7 separate regions of the Mus musculus genome follow, and regions 1, 2, 4, 5, 6 and 7 are each linked to region 3. Evidence: chromatin contacts called from public promoter capture Hi-C data. All regions are on one chromosome and are shown on one strand. Each heading gives the region's core, a stretch centred on a gene start, on an enhancer-like site or on the middle of the called end of the contact. The rest is flanking DNA. Distances are from core to core; before and after follow the strand shown.

Region 1 (2,700 bases), core at 76-2,575, 470 kb after region 3:
ATTTGACTTAAAGTGTTGTGAACTACAAAACTATACAAGAGACAGGCCAAGGAGTCTATTATGGGCAAGGGACCCTAACTGAGCAAAAGCTCTTCAAATTCACCTTTCAATCTTTCTGACGTGGATAAACTGGCAAATGTTCAGGGAGCAACAGGGAACCTGAGTGCCACAGTCGGGGCAGTGATAGAGTAGTTGTTAAGGGAGGTTTAGATGTGCAGTGTCCAGAGATAGAAGAGAAGCTCACAATTGAAGAGCAACGTAAACACTGTTAGGTATTCAAGGTCACTTCTCCTCCCCAGGGACACTCAAGTCCTTTCCCCGAAGTCACTAATAATCTCCAGGCCATCTCTCTGCTCCCATCACCCCCTCATTTGTTTCAGAAAAGGAGTCCAAGCTTCTGACATTACACAATCTCTGACATAAGTGGATACGGTATTTTCTAGTATTTTACTCTACAATGTAGGATCAATAATATCCTGAATAAGCCTTCTCCTTTAGAACATTAGACTGTCTCTACATGTGAGTGTTAAGTGTGAAGATATAGATCACGGAGGTGGCCATGAAATATTCTCATTCAAAACAACACACCAAAAAAAACCTAACAATTTATTCCAAAGAGAATGGTACTAACATCCTATACACCAACCTCCTTAGCAGAACTCTGTCCCTGGAAACGAGGAGCAGCTATTAACTCAAACCAAGAATATTAGGCTGGCCATAAATAGGAGGTGCCAGATCTCCACTCGATCTAGAAGTTCTGAGAAATCTGACCACAGTCAAGTGGCCAAGTGATCACAGCCAACAGACTTCCTAAGGCAAGCAGGAATGTGGGCTCCCATTTACACCTCTGGCGCAAGGAGAGGGCCGGCCCACCCTGCGGGGGGGCAATACTGAACCTTCCACCATTCCACATTTCTGTGCTACAGAGCCAGCTCTCCCACCCCAGAAGCGTATACAGCCGCGTCCTAACAAAGCTTTCACTCACAGCGCCACCCCCATACTGCTCTCCCCACCCAGATTTGCATCCAGGCTCAGTTGGCCCAGCTTAGGTCAGCAGCACAGCATCACCAACTCGGCTTCTCCCTGCCTCTGGTCCACCTCGGCTCCGCTCCCTCCAAGCTGGACCACTCCCCTGCACATTCCCTCAGGCTGCACTGCTCCCTGGACCAACCTCCATGTCAGAGATCCGATCGAGAGCGAGGAGCAGGACACAGCACCGCTAACTTAGGGGAAGACAAACGTCTGCAGACGGGATGCGGAAGTGCGGTTCGCAGAGCGGCTGCTTGTGACGTCACAGAGGGCACGACTACATTTCCCAGAGTTCTGTGTTCTCCCTACTGACAGCGGAGGAGGGTGGAAAGAAAGGAGAGGTGTCAGCACTGGGACAAAAGCCCACAGTCAGGCTGCTTTAAAAGTTCCGGTTGTAAAACGGACGTGCTAGAACATCCGTTGAGGCTTTGATAGGAGGGGTTATTAGTTGTATCTGGTCAAACTGTAGTTTAAAAACTCGTCTACTAATTATAAAATTGGAACCTGCACCAAAAGTTGACAATCATTTAATTGTACTTTAAAATAAGGAAACAAGAGGCTAAAGTGGAGTGAGTGCTATTACTTAGAGATGCTTTTTGACATCAACTTCGGTGTTTAAAATGAAAGGATTACAAATCCAAAGCGTTCTAGGCACTTTACAGAGACCTTGTCTCAAAATACAAAGTACAAAACTAGCAAAGGGGGTAGACTACGTGCCTAGAATGAAGGAAGACTTAATTTAATGCTCAACTTGTACATACTCCATTTTTCCATGTGTGCTGACAAGCCTGTGAGCATACATGCATTAGACTCCACAGCTGGGAAAACAAACAAAAACACTTTCCTGTGAGCACTGGAATCCATACAGTGAAGGAGGTAGGTCAGAGACATAGACGTTAAAAAAAAAAAATCTCTGAACGAGGTTATAAGTACTACCCTCACATTTACATGTGAAGACTTTCCAGAATCCATTGGTGGATCCTTGATCTCTCCATTTGTCCCTTGCTTACACTTTCATTCATTAATCTGCATAAGAACTTTAATTTTATGAGAACTATACCAGAACATCACCCACGTCTCCCTGGTTCACCACAAACAGAGAAGTGTTTAACAGCAGGTGGTCTCTGAGCCTGTGAGTATCTCTTCTGCTTCTCTCCCAAGGAGGGCACAGTTCTTAGCATTGTACGGACTTCTGGTCCATCATCCATTGTAGAATTTCTCTCTGCATTAGGCATGGGGTATCTTGCTCTGTAGACCAGGCTTGCATTGGACTCAAAGATCCCCCTGATTCTGCTTCCCAAGTGCGGGGATTAAAGGCATGTGCTACCACTATCCATGGTATTTTTATCACTGTGGAGAACTCAACTTCTCTTTTCCTACTTAGTTCTCCTTGCAGTGATTAAGCATGTGTTGTAACCTCCGAATTGCTGATACTAGAGAGATACTTTAGTGTTGTGCACAGTTTGTCTCTGCATTTTTTGCTCCCACCCCCCACCCCCCTGGCCAGAAGCTCCCATCTTCCCTCTAGCCCTAGACAAGTATGCTACACAGACAGCTGGTTTCTGTGCTGTGTCCTCCTGCAGCAGCCTGAAACTCCCTCCCCCCACCTCTAGCATTAGAATGGCACTACCCATAAAACTCCCCCTTAATGAGGACATTCTGAGGAGACAT
Region 2 (2,700 bases), core at 106-2,605, 360 kb after region 3:
TCACCCAAATGTACCATCTTTAACAAGAGCATGTTAGTGAAAACAAAGTTTGAATCCCACATGGATTGGGTCGGCAGAAGGGAAGCATGTGTACTTTGTAAGACACCAAAGTGTTGATTGCAGGGGTTTTCCACGGCTCTCACTGGAAGACATGGAATGAATCATAGAGAGTATTTCTCACGTCCATCAAGCATGATTAAATGTTTTCTGACACAGATTGAGGCAGCTTACATTGGCCTTGAATTTGCTATCAAGCAGGGGATGTCCAGAGGGTCCTGCCCCTCCCCCTCACAAATGCAGAGATAACAGGAATGTGCCTCACAGAAGGCTCAAGCTTCTTTTGATCACAGGCCTGTTTTCTCTAAATCACGTGAATACACACAGGTCTGTGAGCTCTTCCTCACCCTGCTGACCTGACACAAAAGCCTGGCCCCCTAAAACAAGGCCACGTGAGATTTTCCCCCTGATCATGGACTAGCTCAACAATTTAGCCCAGATGAAGACGTGGTGAGGCAAGCATTGTGGGCTAACCAAACATCCTGTCTTACCACCACCACCACCCCCAAATTACTCAACCCTAAATTAGGGATGGGGGACTTTTCAAAGGTTTGAGAAAAGCAGCCCGCAAGGTGAAACAGGCTTCAGCCTCCCTGGTTGGCACTCTGCTTTGTAGTCTTTCCCTCCATGTGTTGACTATGTGTGCTGTCTCAGCCCTAGTCAAAGCTTCTCTATAGCGGGTCCTTCTGGCAGATCTCCCTTCTGTGTTACAGAATTTCCCAACATGCCACCGGTTGCAAATCATATATATGTATTTAAATCATTCTTAATTCTTTAAATGGCAGAGAAAATGAATATAATCAAAACCATTACAATAGGCCGGCTACGGAGTGCCGGAGGAACCAGAAAACCCATTTACTGAGGAATCTCACAGCAGCCAGGTGAGAATGGGGCACCAGGTTAGTGTGCTTCCCAGCAGAGCAGGTATTACAGGAGCAGGTAGTCAGCTTACCACTATTAGCTTGCAATTCTTGCACTTGCACTATTATCCACTCCCCCGCTACCTACCTGCTCCGGTGTAGACTCGGGCTGCACGCAGTGTTCCAAAGAATCCTTCACAATCCCAAACACCCAGTCCCCTACCCTGCCCTGCAACCTCACCTGTCCCAGCCCGTTCAGCGCGGCAAGTCCATGCAGCTTCTTCCGCCCTCCCACCTAGCCTAGGTCCGCTCCCTCTGAGACGGAACCCAGCTCCCCAAGCTACGCTGCTCCCCCGACCAACCTCTAAGTCAGAGATGCTACAGGAATCTTCAGCATCACAGGACTCCAGTCCAACTTTCGGGAAGATTGACGAGTGTTGACCAAAAGCCGGGTGGGATTTGCTTGTGACGTCGGAGTCACGTGGGTACTGGATTGCGAGAAGAACTTCCTGGAGTCCAGGTAGGGCAACTTCTACTGTTCCTGGATTTCTTCTTGGAAACCTGCAGTAGAGTGTGGAAGGAAAATGCAGAGTTCCTATGACAACCACGGGGAGTCAGGATGGTTTTTGTAAAGAATACATGGCCTCAGAAGGCATTTTCCCCGATGCTGTAAGCTGCCCCTGCCCGCCTGCACAGAGGCTGCACTCGCGGTGCAGTTTACAGCATCGGGAAGAATGCCTTCTGAGGCCATGTGTTCTTTACAGTTTTCAACTCCACAGCCACAACAAGAGGTGTATGGATGTGAGTAGAGCCTTTCACAGAAATATTAGGCTTACAAGTCCTTTCTGGTCCACGTGTTCTGATTTTAATCTTACTACCCCCGGAAAAACATCATGTTGACTCAGTTGTACTTTAAAAAAATAATGAAGCACTACGCTGATGTAGAGATGAAAATTATCTTTTAAAAAGGGATTTTCAACTCAGCCTTGGTGTGCCTGATTACGCTCCTAGCTTCTCAGAGGTTACTGACAAATGGATCCAAGGCTGTAATGGACAATTTAAGTACACCTTCTTTCTAAATAAGAGGAAAACGTAAATACAAAACAAAACTTAGACAGATACGTGGTAAAGCAGTTTGGTGTAGTCCGACTATCAGTCAAAGTAGGTACCTTGAATGAGAGTCTGGGAACCGCCAAAACAAAAGTTCTGATCCAGGCTCAACTTTATTGCAAAGCAGCAGACTTACAAAGGCACAGAAGCGATCAATAGCCAATAGCTGCTCCAGTCAGGGTGTGTTATAACAAGGCTCTCACTCATCCATGCATGCTTTATGATTGGTTTTAGCTTCTACAGATGTCCACATACTTATTAACCACAGTGGGTTCATGCAGGCAATGGCAGTGACATATCTGGCCAATGCTGTTTCACTGTAGACATCACTATACCTGGCTCTGACTATCTTGTGGCTATCACTTCTCCCTCATGGATCCTTGAGGTTTGGCACTAGGGGTGTGATGTCGGTGTCCCACTTAGGTCAGTGCATCCACAGGGTATATTCCTTGCACTTTCAGGAAATGTGAGCTTGTGTGTTATTCTCCATCTACCACACAATTCATATTTTCTGACAGATTTTGAGAGGTGCCTGGATCTCTGGGTAGAAAACTATAACCTTCCCTCAGCCTGAAGCTGGCTGAGCCAGAACTTGACCTTGCTGCCACTAGGGAGATTACCTAGGGTGGAGCCTTCCTCCCTAGATCACTCTATTGTTCAGCCAGTGTCTCTG
Region 3 (2,700 bases), core at 199-2,698:
GAAATGTCTTCATGCTACATAGTTTGTTTTGATCTTAACATTCTACTTTTATGCCTTCATCCCTATAATATGTCTTTCTTCTTAATATAAATTCTCTGGTTATGAGGCAACTTAAGAAATCCAACAGTTAATAAACAAACAACACTCAAACTCACTATAAATGGAACATGGCATGGTGTCTTGATCAATATTTAGCAAAGCATCCTTCACTGATATTTATAAATTAAAATAAATATATGAGCATCTCCAAATTTCTTTTCTACATCTCATATGTTGTTTATATACCCAGTGAAATTCTGCCATTTCCTAAGCAAATTAGTAATTAGATCCTGTCTTAACCAATAAGTTATGGCTTAATAGTCATCTGAAAGAATAGAGAAGGTTTAAGGGGCAAGTCACAAAGGAAAGAACAAAGTGACAGATGGCCATCTTCCTAGGGCACAGAGGAGTAAAGAGGAGGAGAAGTCAGGAGGAACGGAAGTTAACGTCACTATCAGCTACACAGAACACTTCAGGGCAGCCTGGACTACACAAGAAACTGACTCAAAATCCCAATACAAACACAAAAGGATGGCAATAGGAAGGGGGAAAAGGTAGCTATGGTTACCAGCATAACACACAAATAACGTCAGTCAAAACTTCAACAGGGAAAGGGGAGGGGTTCACAAGGCCCCACCCTTAGCTAAGGATCGGTTGGAATTCATGACCACTGAAAAAGAGATTCGTTTTGTTTGTTTGTTTGTTTGTTTATTTTGCTTGGAGGTGTGGCCAGTGAGCGTCCACGTTCTAGGGGATGTCCTGTGCGCCCTCCCTTCCCCGCCCCATACACACAGGTATGCACACTAGAGCAATACTAAGTGGACTCAGTGGGTTATAAAACAAAAACAAAACCACCAGGACAGGAAATTGGGAGTGGAGCATTTTGGGAGATACCTGGTACTGTTGAAGTAGGGGACAGTAGGGGTGGATTTGATCGGACTGCATTGTATATACATCTATTAAATTCCGGATAACAGAAGCCATCGAGACAGTGTCAGCTAAGGGCATGCTTCCACACCTCAGGCACAAGCTGACAGCAGATGCACCCTGCCAGGCACCCTTCTCCATTCCTAGGCTACCGAGCCAGCTCTCCTGCCCCAGAAGTGCAGGACAGAACAGGGCAACGGCACCTTAAAAGAGAGGCCACTCCCAGCTCCATCCCTCCTCCAGCGTTAACCAGCACCGGAATGGACAAGCCTAGGTCACCACAGTACCTCCCATTCAACTTCTTCCCGCCTCCCTCCAAGGCGGACCCGCCCACCCCGCAACGTCCCTCTGGCTGCGCTACATCCTGGGACCAACCTCCATGCCAGAGATGCTACCAGAGCGCGCACAGGACCCGACACTGGCCCAACTTTGGAGAAGACCGCCAGAGAGGGAGACACACACAGGCGCAGAAGAAACACGGAAGCGCCCTTCCCAGAGTCCCTGTTTGTGACGTCGCCGCGGACGAGACTACATTTCCCACAATTCTCTGCGAGCGAGTTTCACAAAGCCGTGGTAGGTGATTTGAAACGTTCCCAAGTTACTGTCAGGCTGTTTGCCAAAGAGAATGGGTAGAAACAAGCCACTTCTGAAGGTGGATAGCCACGGGGAGTCAGGGTACCGCGTTTAAATTTTCAAAATGAGTATGGGTTGAACCTTTGACAGCATTGTTTATTATGTGTACTGGATACTTTGGGTCCATATATTGTGATTTTAAAACTCAACCTGCTTCCTACAAAATGTTTCGTTTTTGTTTTTGTTTTGCTTTGCTTTGGTTTGGTTTGTTTTTCCAGACAGGGTTTCTCTGTATAGCTCTGGCTGTCCTGGAACTCACTCTACAAACCAGGCTGGCCTCTAACTCAGAAATCCTCCTGCCTCTGCCTCCCAAGTGCTGGGATTAAAGGTGTGCGCCACCACTGCCCAGCTGTGTTTGTTTGTTTGTTTTTGTTTTGTTTTTAAAAAAGATTTATTATTATATGTAAGTACACTGTAGCTGTCCTCAAACACACCAGAAGAGGGAGTCAGGTCTCATTATGGATGGTTGTAAGCCACCATGTGGTTGCTGGTATTTGAACTCAGGACCCTCGGAAGAGCAGCTAGTGCTCTTAACCTCTGAGCTATCTCACCCACCCCAAAATGTTTCACATCACAAGGCAAACATGGATTAAAAAAATGAGCTAATATTTTGAGAAGACAATTCTTAAAATGAGAAATGAAAACAGACAATGAACATGTGAAAAAGTGTTGGTCCAAATAACTGGAACTTCAAACTAAAGATGATTGTATAGAAGCAAGTGTGGTTTTACATGTTGAAAATCCCAGATGTTGGTTACTGGAGATAGGAATAGGAGTCCGAGGTCACCTATAGACATATAGAAAGTTTGAAACATGTTTGGTATACATGACTCCCCACTCAAAAACAAAACAGATTCAGAAAATGAGATCACAGAATGTATATGCTTTGAGTAAACTTGCATACTAAAGTGTTACATGTACCTTTTGCTACCCCACCTAAGCTCTGGGAACAGGCAGTGCTATCAGCCCCTCACCTAGAGAATACTGGATCTTTGGATAAAAAACACAGACACACAAAGCAGTTAATCTTAAAATGTCTTTGCTAACTCAATGACAGGGCATTGCTAAATCTCAAACTCAAACTGTTCTAGAATTCAATTG
Region 4 (2,700 bases), core at 66-2,565, 340 kb after region 3:
GAGAGGCAAAGAGAACGATGGATTCCTGATCAGGTTCCAAACAATACAGACTCCCCATTCCCTACCAGCCTGTCTATACTACACAGTGCTTAAAATACATACAACACAGATCATGAAGCAGCAACTCCTAGGTTGTGCCAAGTGTCAAAGAGTCTCTGAGTGTGGAGTGAGGATTAAAGACAGGAGAGGCCGAAAAAAGATGCAGAGCCAAGAAATAGACTTGGGAGGACTGCTGGTCAATACCACAGCAGCCTCAAGTTTATTATTCACCGCCCTTTTATACCTCATATTACCATGGGCAGCAAAGCTACAAGATAACAGAAACACTGGCAGAAATATACACAATGTTCATAAACTTCTTCAACAAGTCCAAGCCCTGATAATGTCATGTTGACCGGAACCATTGTGGGCCAAGCGGACATTATCTCTTTTTTTAAAACTCTCAACTGTAAAGTAGGGATGGAGGTCCTTTCAAAAGTTTAGAAAATACAGCCCTCAAGGTGAAACATGATGTGAGCTCGTCTCGATCCCACTCTGCCTTGTAGACATTCCTGCCAGTGTATCCACTCCATGCGTTTCTTCAACCCTAGTCCAAGATTTTCAGTGCATTCAGGCAGATCTGTTGGCAGTGTCCCAGAATTCCCCTAAACGACACCTGTAGTACCTCGGATTTTTCCTCTCTTAATTCTTTACTGGCAGAGAAAAGTGAACACAGTCAGACCTCAAGGCCATTGCTATAAGCTGGCTACAGAGTACACGGGGACCAGAAACCCTTTTACTCTAAAGACACAAAGGACTCTGGCAGCATCCAGGTGAGATGGGGGCAGCCAGGAATGCGCGTTTCCAGCAATGCAGGTCTGTGGGCTCTGGCACTCTCTCAGGAGCAGGTAGTCAGCTCATCACCATTAGTTTGCAATCTAGTCCCCCACTACCAAGCTGCTCCAGTGTACCAGAGAACCAAGGCAGACTCGGGCTGCTCTCGGTGTTCTAAAGGAAACCTTCACTCAGGACACAATCCCAAAAGGCCAGTCCCCTCACTCCAAAACTGCAGCCTCAGCGGTCCCAGCCAGTTCAGCACAGCAAGTCCTGGCAGCTGCTTCCGCCCTCCCACCCAGCCCAGAAGCGCTCCCTCCAAGACAGAGCCCTGCTCTGGCACCCACCCCAGTCTATGCTGCTTCCTTGAACCAACCTCCCTGACACAGACCCCGCACAGAGCCCCAAGCAACGCTGCTGACTGGACCAACCTTCTTGTCAGAGACAACTGGAATAGATAGCCGCATAGGATTTCCGCCCAACTTTGAGGAAGAGGCACAAGTACAAACCTGAAGTCAGAAGGGGATTTCCTGGAAGGCTCCCAGTGGTCACAGCGGTGCGGACTACATCTCCCAGAAGTCTGTGCGAAGGAAATCCCAGAACCCAGGGTGGGTGACTTCTACTGTTTGGAGAGGTACGTGGATGGTAACACAAAGTAGAAGGTTGAAGGAGGAAGCCTTTTCTGCAGAAAAGCTATGGGTAATGCGACCCCATTTGGTTTCGGACCCCAGAACCACATCGGAGATGTACGGATATGAGTCGAGCCTTTGACAGAAACATATGGCTTACAAGTCATTTCTAGTTGTAAGTTTAATATTACTACTTCTTGAAAAAAACAAAAAAACAAAAAACGTTGACTTAGTAGTTCGTTAAAATAACAAAGCAATACACTAACCTACGTGGGAAGGAAACGTAACTTTATAAAAGGATGTTTGAAACCAACCTTGGTGTGCCTGACTATGCTCCTAGCTCCTCAGTAACTTTTGACAAATGGACTTGCGGTACAAAGCTGGCTTGGTTTCTGCCCCAACAAACTTGTATACTGTTGTTTGTGTTTCTACTTTTCGAATATATAGAAATAATTCCTCCAGGGCATTGCTAATATTACATATACAGGAACACATGCTGTTTGAGCAGGCCAAGGAGGTTGACTCTGAAGATAAAATTTGACATTCCCAAGCCACACCCAAGCAAGTGTCTATCTAACATTCCTCTAAATCTCTTGTCCCGAGTTAATGCCCCAGACTCTCAGACATTGGAAAGGAGATCAACAAGCAGCCCAAGGAGGCATTGATTAAAACCAGCTAACAGGCTACCTATGTCCAACAGAGACTACTACTGTTGATCTGTTGGTAGAAAGGTGTCTGTAATAAAAGCAGGTCACACATCCAGTCATTTCTCCAACTTGTTGTATGTAGTTGAGACATAAATGCAAAGGCTTTGAGTTGTACTGTAGAAACAAGAGTATACAGAGCACAAACATTTTAAATTGGTATCCACCCTCACCTGCAACTAGGATTTCTTTCTGAGAGCCCTCAGAAATCAGTGTACATGGGACTGCTCACAAAACAGCCAGGGGATCACATGGAGTCAATGCCTTGGCCATTCCTTAGATCCTGTGAACTAAAGGCAGGTACTAAAACATCAGCTGCAGTGGAGTCTACTCCACTGTGGAACACAGACCCAAAGTAGCCTCTAAGAGTACAGAAGCATAGACTATGGGTGCTGAAATAAACACTGGAACCTTACAGATTAATTCCCATAATGACCTCAACCGAATGGAACCAGTCTCTGCACTCTCACTACTAATTCAATCCTGTGGTTATACTCAGAGAACCTGATAATTTGCTGTATGTAGGTGTATTTGTGCCCCCATGTTTATTGCTC
Region 5 (2,700 bases), core at 18-2,517, 420 kb after region 3:
AAACAGCTCAAGCCGGGCGTGGTGGCGCACGGCTTTAATCCCAGCACTCGGGAGGCAGAGGCAGGCGGATTTCTGAGTTCGAGGCCAGCCTGGTCTACAAAGTGAGCTCCAGGACAGCCAGGGCTATACAGAGAAACCCTGTCTCGAAAAAACCAAAAAAAAAAAAAAAAAAAAAAAGAGAAACAGCTCAATATCCTTTTAGCAAACATGGGTGTCAAGCTACTTTCAAGTGAGGAACTGAACAGCCTCCATGAGGGATTCCTATTCCAAGTGAATCTTCTTTAAATCCACAATTCATTTCAAAGAAAGTGGGATAAATATCACGTACACCAATGCTCCCTTCAGGACTCTGACCCTGGAACCTAGCAAGTTCTGTCACCTCAAAGCAAGACAAGAATAACTGCATGTGCGATGAATTAAAGACTAGCTCCATTTCCAACTGAGCGTTGTACAACACAGCAACAAAAACAAACAGCAAACAATAGTAACCGGACATGCATTCTGCTTTTTTTAATCTCTCTTAGCTGTGCTTGCTCAGAAAACAAACAAAAAATATAATGCCTTATGAAGCAGACCATCCCAAGTTGAGACAACTGTGTTTTGTGACTTAAAGAATTCCAACCCCTGTCTACCCTTTTGCAGCAGTTCTCAAACTGGCAAAGGAGATTGTGGCTCTAAATAAAGCAGTTTTGTTTCGTTGGTTTGTTTTTTACCTTTTAATTCCTAGTTTTATTTGGTGATCTTTCTCAGTGGTCCTGAACTCCGTAACAGACAGCCATAAAGTACAGAAAGGACCAGATCTCCTCTTATCTAAACATACTGAGCGATCCAGTAACATCCACGTGAGAGTGACCCAGCTAATACTTCCACCAGAAAGCTGGAAAGTGAACGCCCAGAATCACCATGACCAGGCAAAGACCTTCACCCAGCCAACATTGCCTAGGCAATCCTTGAACTTACAAGCTTCTCCATTCCTTGAATTCTGTCGGTCTAAACAGAGGTCAGTCCCACTAACCCCCGCAGCGCCCTCTCACCAGCCCTGTCCAGAAAGCTCCTCCAAATCAGCTCCTCCCAGCTTCCATTCCACCCGGTCCCTGTTCCCTCCGGACCTATGCACCCCGCACAGACCCTGGGGTGACTGAACCCTGGACCAACCTCCATGTCAGAGATCCAACGGGAGAGCACAGCAGGACCAGAGTCTGGCCCAGCTTTGGATAAGAGCCGCACATGCTTACCAAAAGCTGAACTCTTGTTTACCAAAGTACCGATCTGTGACGTCACCGTGCTACAGACTACATTTCCCACAAGTCTGTGCGATGGCGTTGCAGGAGTCTTAGGAGAGTGAGTTGTACTACAAAATGGTCCTGGATTTCTGCATTGATGTCTGTCACCTAGTTAGTGTCGCCTAGTTAAGAAGCATGGAGGCCACGAACTGAGCCCAGTTCTAACGAGCCGAGTGCATTCCTCAGTTTCTGTGGTCCAGCTTAAAGGGGCAGAGGATTTTCTTGGCAAAGTTCTTAATTTCTTCATTTCCGGTGAAATTTACAGCTATTTGAGGAAACTGCCTCAAGGCTTTGGCTTAATACCCAGTACTGCACATACTTAAGTGAGCCGCGTTCTCCTGTATTGACACCCTGTGTGAATATTTGTCAGTGTACTGAGTTACCAAGATGGTAAGAGATAGAGACACTCCAGGATGTGATAAGCTTTAGCAAAAGCCGCCGGGGAATCAGCTTCTGATGGACTGACAGCCAATGTGTCGGGTTTACCAGGATTGTTTTATAACTGAGGTTATGCTAAGCTTTTGATATTCCCAAAGAAGACAATGCCATGGATTTTAGGTAACAATCACGGATTATTTACAGGAGATCACCACAAGGCTTAAGCGCCATCACTCTGGATGCCCTGTGCAATGGCTCTTCTAGAAATCAACTACAAGCCGTACACAGATCACAAGCCACTGCAGGAAATCGTTTTCATGTGAATATTGGAATCCATTCGTGTCGGAGGTTAGTCAAGAGAAACAGACTAAATCATCGAACAATTTTATTTATTTATTTAGATTTTTCGAGACAGGGTTTCTCTGTTTAGACCTGGCTGTCCTGGAACTCACTTTGTAGACCAGGCTGGCCTCAAACTCAGAAATCTGCCTGCCTCTGCCTCCGGAGTATCGAACAATTTTAAAGTCCTCCTCTCTGTTGTTTATCAGTAAAGATCGCCCAGATCCATCGCAGATCCTTTGTCCATATTTTCAACCTTTAGCTTATGTAAGTGTTGTGGGTTGTCCTGATGTTGTTTGAATTTTCATGTTAATTCTGCATCCTCAAGAGGGGTGGCCCCCGGGAGAGTGGTGGATCAAGTACTCAGGTGCTCTCCTGTGAATCTTCTCCCCATTTACTGGTCAATAAAAGCAAAAGCCTGTGATTGGGCCGTGGAGAGGAAAGGTGAGAGAGGAGATCTTGGAGAGCGAGAGATGGGGAGGGAGAGATGACAGGAGAGGAGGAAGCAGCAGCTAAGATGGAGCTGAACCACGTGACCAGGAGAAACTGCAGATAACCAACGGTCTCCTAGCTGGGGATAAGTTAGTATAGTTCTGCCAATCTAGGTTTATTGCTTATAAATATAATAACTGGATTGTATGTGTTTTTGTACGGGACTATTGGAGTTGAAGATTACTGTTACATGTAAGAAAGTTAGTTT
Region 6 (2,700 bases), core at 183-2,682, 390 kb after region 3:
ACTGAAACAGGCAGCGTGTGTGCAGTGTTAACACGAGGGCACCTCTGGTGTCCTTTGTTAACACCTTGTGACAGGTTTTTCGATCTCAGGCTTACAACCTCTGAGGCAAAAGTTTTATCTCTTGTTTTACTTAGGGAGATTTTAGTTCATCCTCCACTGAGAAACAGCTCAATATCCTTTCAGAAAACATCTGTGTCATTTCAAGTGAGGAATTAAACACTTTCCACGAGAGATTCCTAATCCAAGTGAACCATCTGTAAATTCACAATTCATTTCCAGGTAAGTGGAGGAAACATCACACACCTCAATCTCCAGTACGCAAAACTCTGACCCTGGAACCTAGCAATTTCTGTCACCTCAAAGCAAGACAAGAGTTATTGCATGTGTGATAGTTAAAAGCTAGCTCCATTTCCAACTAAGCTGTTGTACAACACAGCAACAAAAACAAACAGCAAACAAAAAACCAAAAAAAGAAAAAAAAAAAAACCCACATAGCAGAAAATCCCCAGAGTTGAGATACTTGTGGTGTGTGCCTTTAAAAATTCCAACCCCTATCTTCCCTTTTGCAGCAGTTCTCAAACTGGCAAAGGAGATTGTGGCTCTAAATAAAGCAGTTTGGGTTGTTTTTTGTTTGGTTCTCTCTCCTCTCTTCTCTCCTCTCCCTCTCCCCCTCCCCCTCCCCCTCTCCCTCTCTCTCTCTCTCTTTCTCTGTGTGTTTTTGTGTTTTGTTTTTCGAGACAGGGTTTTTCTGTGTAGCCCTGGCCGTCCTGGAACTCACTTTGTAGATCAGGCTGGCCACGAACTCAGAAATCCGCCTGCCTCTGCTTCCCAAGTTCTGGGATTAAAGGCGTGCGCCAGCACCGCCCGGCTGGTTTTATCTCATAATTCCTAGTTTTGTTCGGAGTTTTTTTCAGTGGTCTTGAACTCCGTGACAGACAGCCATAAAGTACAGAAAGGACCAGATCTCCTCTTAACTAAACTTACTGACAGATCCAGTAATATCCACGTGAGAGTGACCCAGCTAATGCTTCCACCAGAAAGCTGGAAAGTGTACGCCCAGAATCACCATGCCCAGGCAAAGACCTTCACCCAGCCAACACTGCCCAGGCAATCCTTGAACTTACAAGCTTCTCCATTCCTTGATTTCTGTCAGTCTAACGCAGGGGTCAGTCCCACCAACCCCCGCAGCGCCCTCTCACCAGCCCTGTCCAGAAAGCTCCTCCAAATCAGCTCTTCCCAGCTCCCATTCCATCCGGTCCCTGTTCCTTCCGGAACTATGCACCCCGCACAGACCCTGGGATGACTGAACCCTGGACCAACCTCCATGTCAGAGATCCAACGGGAGAGCACAGCAGGACCAGAGTCTGGCCCAGCTTTGGATAAGAGCCGCACATGCTTACTAAAAGATGAACTGTTTACTAAAAGTGCAGACCTGTGACGTCACCGTGCTGCAGACTACATTTCCCACAAGTCTGTGCGATGGCGTTGCAGGAGTCCTAGGAGAGTGAGTTGTATTATTTAAAGGTCCTGGATTTCTACATTGATGTGTGTCTGCAATGTAGTGTCACCTACTTAGGAAACAAGGAGACCATGAACTGTGTCCAGTTCTAACGAGCCGAATGTTTATGTAAGGTGCCGCTTTTCCGGATTTTCACTGTAAAGTTCTTAATTCCTTAATTTCCGTGGAGTTTACAGCTATTTGAGGAACCACCTCACTGCCAGTTAAGTGGCAATAAGCTAGTTTGCAGAAACCAGACCATGCGTTAATCATTTCAAAAGAGTTTTACAATTTTCTGGAGGAGGGAAGTTGCCAGGAACTTATCTTTTAGTAATTTAAGAGCGGGTGCCCGGCACACAATAAAGTTTCCTCACAGAGGACAAAGAGCAAAAGCAGGGACTCAGGCTGCTTTTGACATTCAAGATTCACAGCCTGCGGTGTCTTTAATCCCAGCTCACTGCAAGCAAATTCAGGCACCTCTGAGTTCCAGGCTGCCTTGTTTACAGTGAGTCCCTGGCCTGCCAGGGCTACACAGTGAAACCCTGTCTCAAAACAAAACAAAGAACAACAAAACCAGAAATATCCAGATTCATCACAGAAGATATTTGTGAATCAAGCCTTTCCATGTTTTGTTTGTTAAGTTTACAAGTTGTTGCTCATCAATATGTTTATTTTAATCTTCATTCTACATATTATAAAATGTTACTTAAGCTTGCAAAAAAAAAATAGAAAAATAGACAAAAGGAACTTGCCAGATGTTATGGATATGCCTTCAATCACTTGGGAGGCAGAGACAGGAGAAACTCTAGTTCTAGGAGAGCCAGAGGCCTGTACTGGGACTGTCCCAAAAAAAAAGGAGGAGGAGAGAGGGAAATAGTATGTTATATTGGCAGTTTTCCTTGGAAATAACAGAATCCCTTCTGGGCCAAACCAAGCTGCTCTGAGCAGCCTACTACCCAGGGAACCTCCACTCTCCTGCCACCTCTCCTTCACCTCCATCAGACTCCTGAACCACAGGTAAGGTTCCCTTCCCCAACCCTTCTTCCCTGCTATCTGAGTCCTCTGGGGCAAGCCAAGCTGCTGGAGCAGCCCGCCATCCGAGAGGTCCTCCATTCTCCTGCCACATATCTGCCCACCTTCATCAAACCTGAGACTCCTGAAGCATACAGAACCACAGGTTCGCAACCATACAGCCCAAGGCA
Region 7 (2,700 bases), core at 173-2,672, 490 kb after region 3:
GCATCATCATCGCCATCCTGCAAACTTTCCTATCAGAGTCTTTGTAAGGACGACATGTGTAATACAACAACGTCACTATATGTGAGTTTCTAAAATGAGTAATTCCTTCCCTCATATTTTCACTTGTACAAACAAAAGACTATGTGAGCAGCCCACTGTGAAAAAACTACAGGATCCCGAGTGAACCATAGCTCTTAAAGTCATCTCTTACTCTTTTGACCCAGTATAAAAACTTGGGAGAAACGGTTCCGGACGAACTGTTTAAGGGCACTCGTGGAACACAGATCCCACAACTAGTGACAGTTTTAGACACAGTATGCAGTGGACAACGACGGGAGAAAACCATGGGATCGATCAGAGAGCACTGTAAGCATCCGGTCAGGTAGGCAGGACTATTTCTCTTTCCCAGAGAAACTCAAGCACCTCTGTCCCCTTACAGTCAATCCCTAGACACCCTTGTAGCCTCTAGCCAACTCATCTCCCACAAACTAATGGCATCATAATTCCCAATGGAATTGGATGAGTTATTCTTCTCCAGTACAGTGCAGGATCAGTAATTTCTTGTTTTGCAAAGCTAGAATCTTTTCCTTTAGGGGATCATTCTAGCTCTGCATGGGGGTGTTAGTCTGAGGATTCAGGTCACAGCAGTGATCATTAAGTATTCCTATTTAAAACGGCAGTCCATAAATCTCTGTTCCAATGAAAATGGGATTAACATCCCATGCATCAATCTCTCTCGCAAAACTCTCCGTCCTTGGAAACTAGTAACTCTATGAACTTCTATCAATACAAACTAAAAGTATTAGGCCGGCTATAAAGTACAGGAGGGGCCAGATCTCCACTTGGTCTAGGTGTCCTGAGAAAACTGACAAGCGCGGGGAAGGCGTGGGTCCATAGCCAATCTGAGATGTATGAGTCCACCACCACCACTTCCAGGTACAGGTTACGAGCAGACCCGCCTGTCCGAGCAATCCTGGATTTTCATATTCCCAATTCCTTTCTTACCAATACAGCCTCTATAAGAGACCCAGGCAGCTACTCTGAGCTCACAAGAGCGTTCACTTCCAGCACCAACCGCATGCCCTCTCCCCGGCCCCAGCAGGCTTCCAGACGCTGTGGCCCAGCCTAGGTCAGCAGGGCTCCACCAAGTCTGTTCTTCCCGCCTCCGGGCCACCCCTCCTCCGCCGCCTCCGGGCCGGACCCGCCCTCGGTCCCTCCGACCTGCAGCGGTACGCGACACCCTGGACCAACCTCCATGTCAGCGATGCAAGCCGAGCGCGGAGCAGGACCAGAGAATCGCCCAACTTTGAGAGAAAATGCACTAGTGCAGTCGCAATGCGGAAGTGCCGTTTCCACAATGGCTCCTTGTGAAGCGATCCAACGGAAGACTACACTTCCCACAAGTCTGTGCGACGAGGCGCCAGGAAAACAGGCTGGTGACGTGTGTGTTTCCTGTGTTTCTTCACCTCTGCAGGTGAGGATGGATGGGAACGCGAGCATTTTTTGCACTGGGACAGCCATAGGGAGTCGGGCTGCTTTTAAAATCCCGGGTTCACTACCGGAGATGTTTGAATGTGAGTCGAGCCTTTGACTCTAATGTTTGCTGATTATTTCTGGTCAATCTGTACTGATTTAAAACTCAAAGTCTACTTATTATGAGGTTTATTCCATATGTAAAATTCACGTTGACTCAATTTAACTTTAAAATAAATCAGCAAAAAATTGTATGGAAATGACCACTTTCTGTTAAGATGATTTTACAATCAGCCTATTTGTCACTCCGTGTCTTCGCAGATGCTCAGGAGCTTAAGACAGAAGGATGCCAAATCCAAGGATAACCTGGGCAAAAGGTACAAACTACAAAAAAGGGTTACTGAGCATCTTAGGGGTAAAGTCCCTGCTTGCCTGGGATGAAGAAGGCTTTAGTTATAAATACACCACTACAATAGACAATCTCGTCCTGTAGTTAAATAAAATAACCAGTTTGCCACAGCTGGAAAAAAAGTCTTAGTGTGAACATTGGAATCCATACAGTGTAGTGCACAGGTCAAGGTGCACAGATATGATTTAAAATTATAGAACAAAATTAAAAGCCCAGCTCTCTAGAATTCACTTGTAAAGAACTCAGAGAATCTAACTGGGAACATAGAAATAATGAATGAATGAATAAAGATAGATTGGCACCATTGGGACCTCCTATCTCCTCGTAAATATCTAGTGCTGTACTGGTCATGCCAAAGACCAAAGAACAAACCTTTTTAGAAAGAAGAGTCTGGACTCGTGACGGACAGTGGTTCACAAGGAAGCTAAATCTCAGCTGAGAAGGAAAGTCTTTTTTTTTTTTTTTTTTTTTTAATAAGAAACTTGTGTCCTGCCGGGCAGTGGTGGCGCATGCCTTTTATCCCAGCACTTGGGAGGCAAAGGCAGACAGATTTCTGAGTTGGAGGCCAGCCTGGTCTACACAGTGAGTTCCAGGACAGCCAGGGCTATACAGAGAAACCCTGTCTCGAAAAACCAAAAAAAAAAAAAAAAAAAAAAAAAAAAAAAAAAAAAAAAAGAAAGAAAGAAAGAAAGAAAGAAAGAAAGAAAGAAAGAAACTTACTTGTGTCCTTTTTTATTCTTCCCTGAAATGTTTAAGAAGGAGTTTTAATAACTGGTTGGGGAGGGTGGTTGGAGAGATGGCTCAGCGGTTAAGAGCAC

The links. Promoter capture Hi-C pulls out the DNA fragments that hold promoters and counts their contacts. Capture Hi-C pulls out chosen DNA fragments and counts their contacts.
Region 1: a contact with region 3 is called in a promoter capture Hi-C map of liver, with 4 times the contacts expected there. The contact joins the promoter of Zfp87 here to the promoter of Zfp712 in region 3. A contact is called at or near these places in 19 of 39 promoter capture datasets (the 3T3-L1 cell line, 3T3-L1-derived adipocytes, the C10 cell line and 14 more), 3 of 484 Hi-C or Micro-C datasets (the HPC-7 cell line, cerebral cortex and muscle stem cells), 7 of 115 datasets of contacts at active chromatin or transcription factors (the 230-238 cell line, bone marrow-derived macrophages, embryonic stem cells and 3 more) and 2 of 9 other capture datasets (adipose tissue and liver).
Region 2: a contact with region 3 is called in a promoter capture Hi-C map of pre-B cells. The contact joins the promoter of Zfp459 here to the promoter of Zfp712 in region 3. A contact is called at or near these places in 4 of 39 promoter capture datasets (the C10 cell line, cranial neural crest, neutrophils and 1 more) and 1 of 9 other capture datasets (liver).
Region 4: a promoter capture Hi-C map of pre-B cells shows a contact between it and region 3. The contact joins the promoter of Zfp429 here to the promoter of Zfp712 in region 3. A contact is called at or near these places in 3 of 39 promoter capture datasets (erythroid cells, frontonasal cranial neural crest and pre-B cells).
Region 5: a promoter capture Hi-C map of liver shows a contact between it and region 3, with 5 times the contacts expected there. The contact joins the promoter of Zfp874b here to the promoter of Zfp712 in region 3. A contact is called at or near these places in 16 of 39 promoter capture datasets (the 3T3-L1 cell line, the C10 cell line, the HPC-7 cell line and 10 more), 3 of 484 Hi-C or Micro-C datasets (cardiomyocytes, embryonic fibroblasts and uterus), 2 of 115 datasets of contacts at active chromatin or transcription factors (bone marrow-derived macrophages and embryonic stem cells) and 3 of 9 other capture datasets (adipose tissue, liver and pancreatic islet).
Region 6: a promoter capture Hi-C map of second pharyngeal arch cranial neural crest shows a contact between it and region 3. The contact joins the promoter of Zfp874a here to the promoter of Zfp712 in region 3. A contact is called at or near these places in 13 of 39 promoter capture datasets (the 3T3-L1 cell line, cranial neural crest, embryonic stem cells and 9 more), 4 of 484 Hi-C or Micro-C datasets (LSK cells, cerebral cortex and embryonic stem cells), 2 of 115 datasets of contacts at active chromatin or transcription factors (astrocytes and bone marrow-derived macrophages) and 4 of 9 other capture datasets (adipose tissue, liver, macrophages and 1 more).
Region 7: a promoter capture Hi-C map of liver shows a contact between it and region 3, with 7 times the contacts expected there. The contact joins the promoter of 9430065F17Rik here to the promoter of Zfp712 in region 3. A contact is called at or near these places in 6 of 39 promoter capture datasets (cranial neural crest, erythroid cells, frontonasal cranial neural crest and 3 more), 3 of 484 Hi-C or Micro-C datasets (CD4 T cells, forebrain and uterus), 3 of 115 datasets of contacts at active chromatin or transcription factors (astrocytes, bone marrow-derived macrophages and embryonic stem cells) and 2 of 9 other capture datasets (adipose tissue and liver).

The regions. Positions count from the first base shown.
Region 1 is chr13:67,524,906-67,527,605 of GRCm38.p6, forward strand. Zfp87 (zinc finger protein 87) reads right to left here and starts at 1,326. Exons shown (of 4, transcript NM_133228.3): 1 at 1,172-1,326. The coding sequence starts at 1,177.
Region 2 is chr13:67,420,063-67,422,762 of GRCm38.p6, forward strand. Zfp459 (zinc finger protein 459) reads right to left here and starts at 1,356. Exons shown (of 4, transcript NM_177811.4): 1 at 1,280-1,356. It overlaps Gm33787 (a long non-coding RNA gene), which reads left to right and starts at 1,381. Exons shown (of 2, transcript XR_382593.2): 1 at 1,381-1,437.
Region 3 is chr13:67,059,722-67,062,421 of GRCm38.p6, forward strand. Zfp712 (zinc finger protein 712) reads right to left here and starts at 1,449. Exons shown (of 4, transcript NM_001166218.1): 1 at 1,342-1,449. The coding sequence starts at 1,347.
Region 4 is chr13:67,398,452-67,401,151 of GRCm38.p6, forward strand. Zfp429 (zinc finger protein 429) reads right to left here and starts at 1,316. Exons shown (of 4, transcript NM_001080941.1): 1 at 1,245-1,316. The coding sequence starts at 1,280.
Region 5 is chr13:67,482,986-67,485,685 of GRCm38.p6, forward strand. Zfp874b (zinc finger protein 874b) reads right to left here and starts at 1,268. Exons shown (of 4, transcript NM_001076791.2): 1 at 1,156-1,268. The coding sequence starts at 1,161.
Region 6 is chr13:67,450,192-67,452,891 of GRCm38.p6, forward strand. Zfp874a (zinc finger protein 874a) reads right to left here and starts at 1,433. Exons shown (of 4, transcript NM_177712.4): 1 at 1,321-1,433. The coding sequence starts at 1,326.
Region 7 is chr13:67,551,780-67,554,479 of GRCm38.p6, forward strand. It overlaps 9430065F17Rik (RIKEN cDNA 9430065F17 gene), which reads left to right and starts at 1,423. Exons shown (of 5, transcript NR_131100.1): 1 at 1,423-1,474; 2 at 1,795-1,850. Zfp748 (zinc finger protein 748) reads right to left here and starts at 1,373. Exons shown (of 4, transcript NM_001035231.3): 1 at 1,252-1,373. The coding sequence starts at 1,257.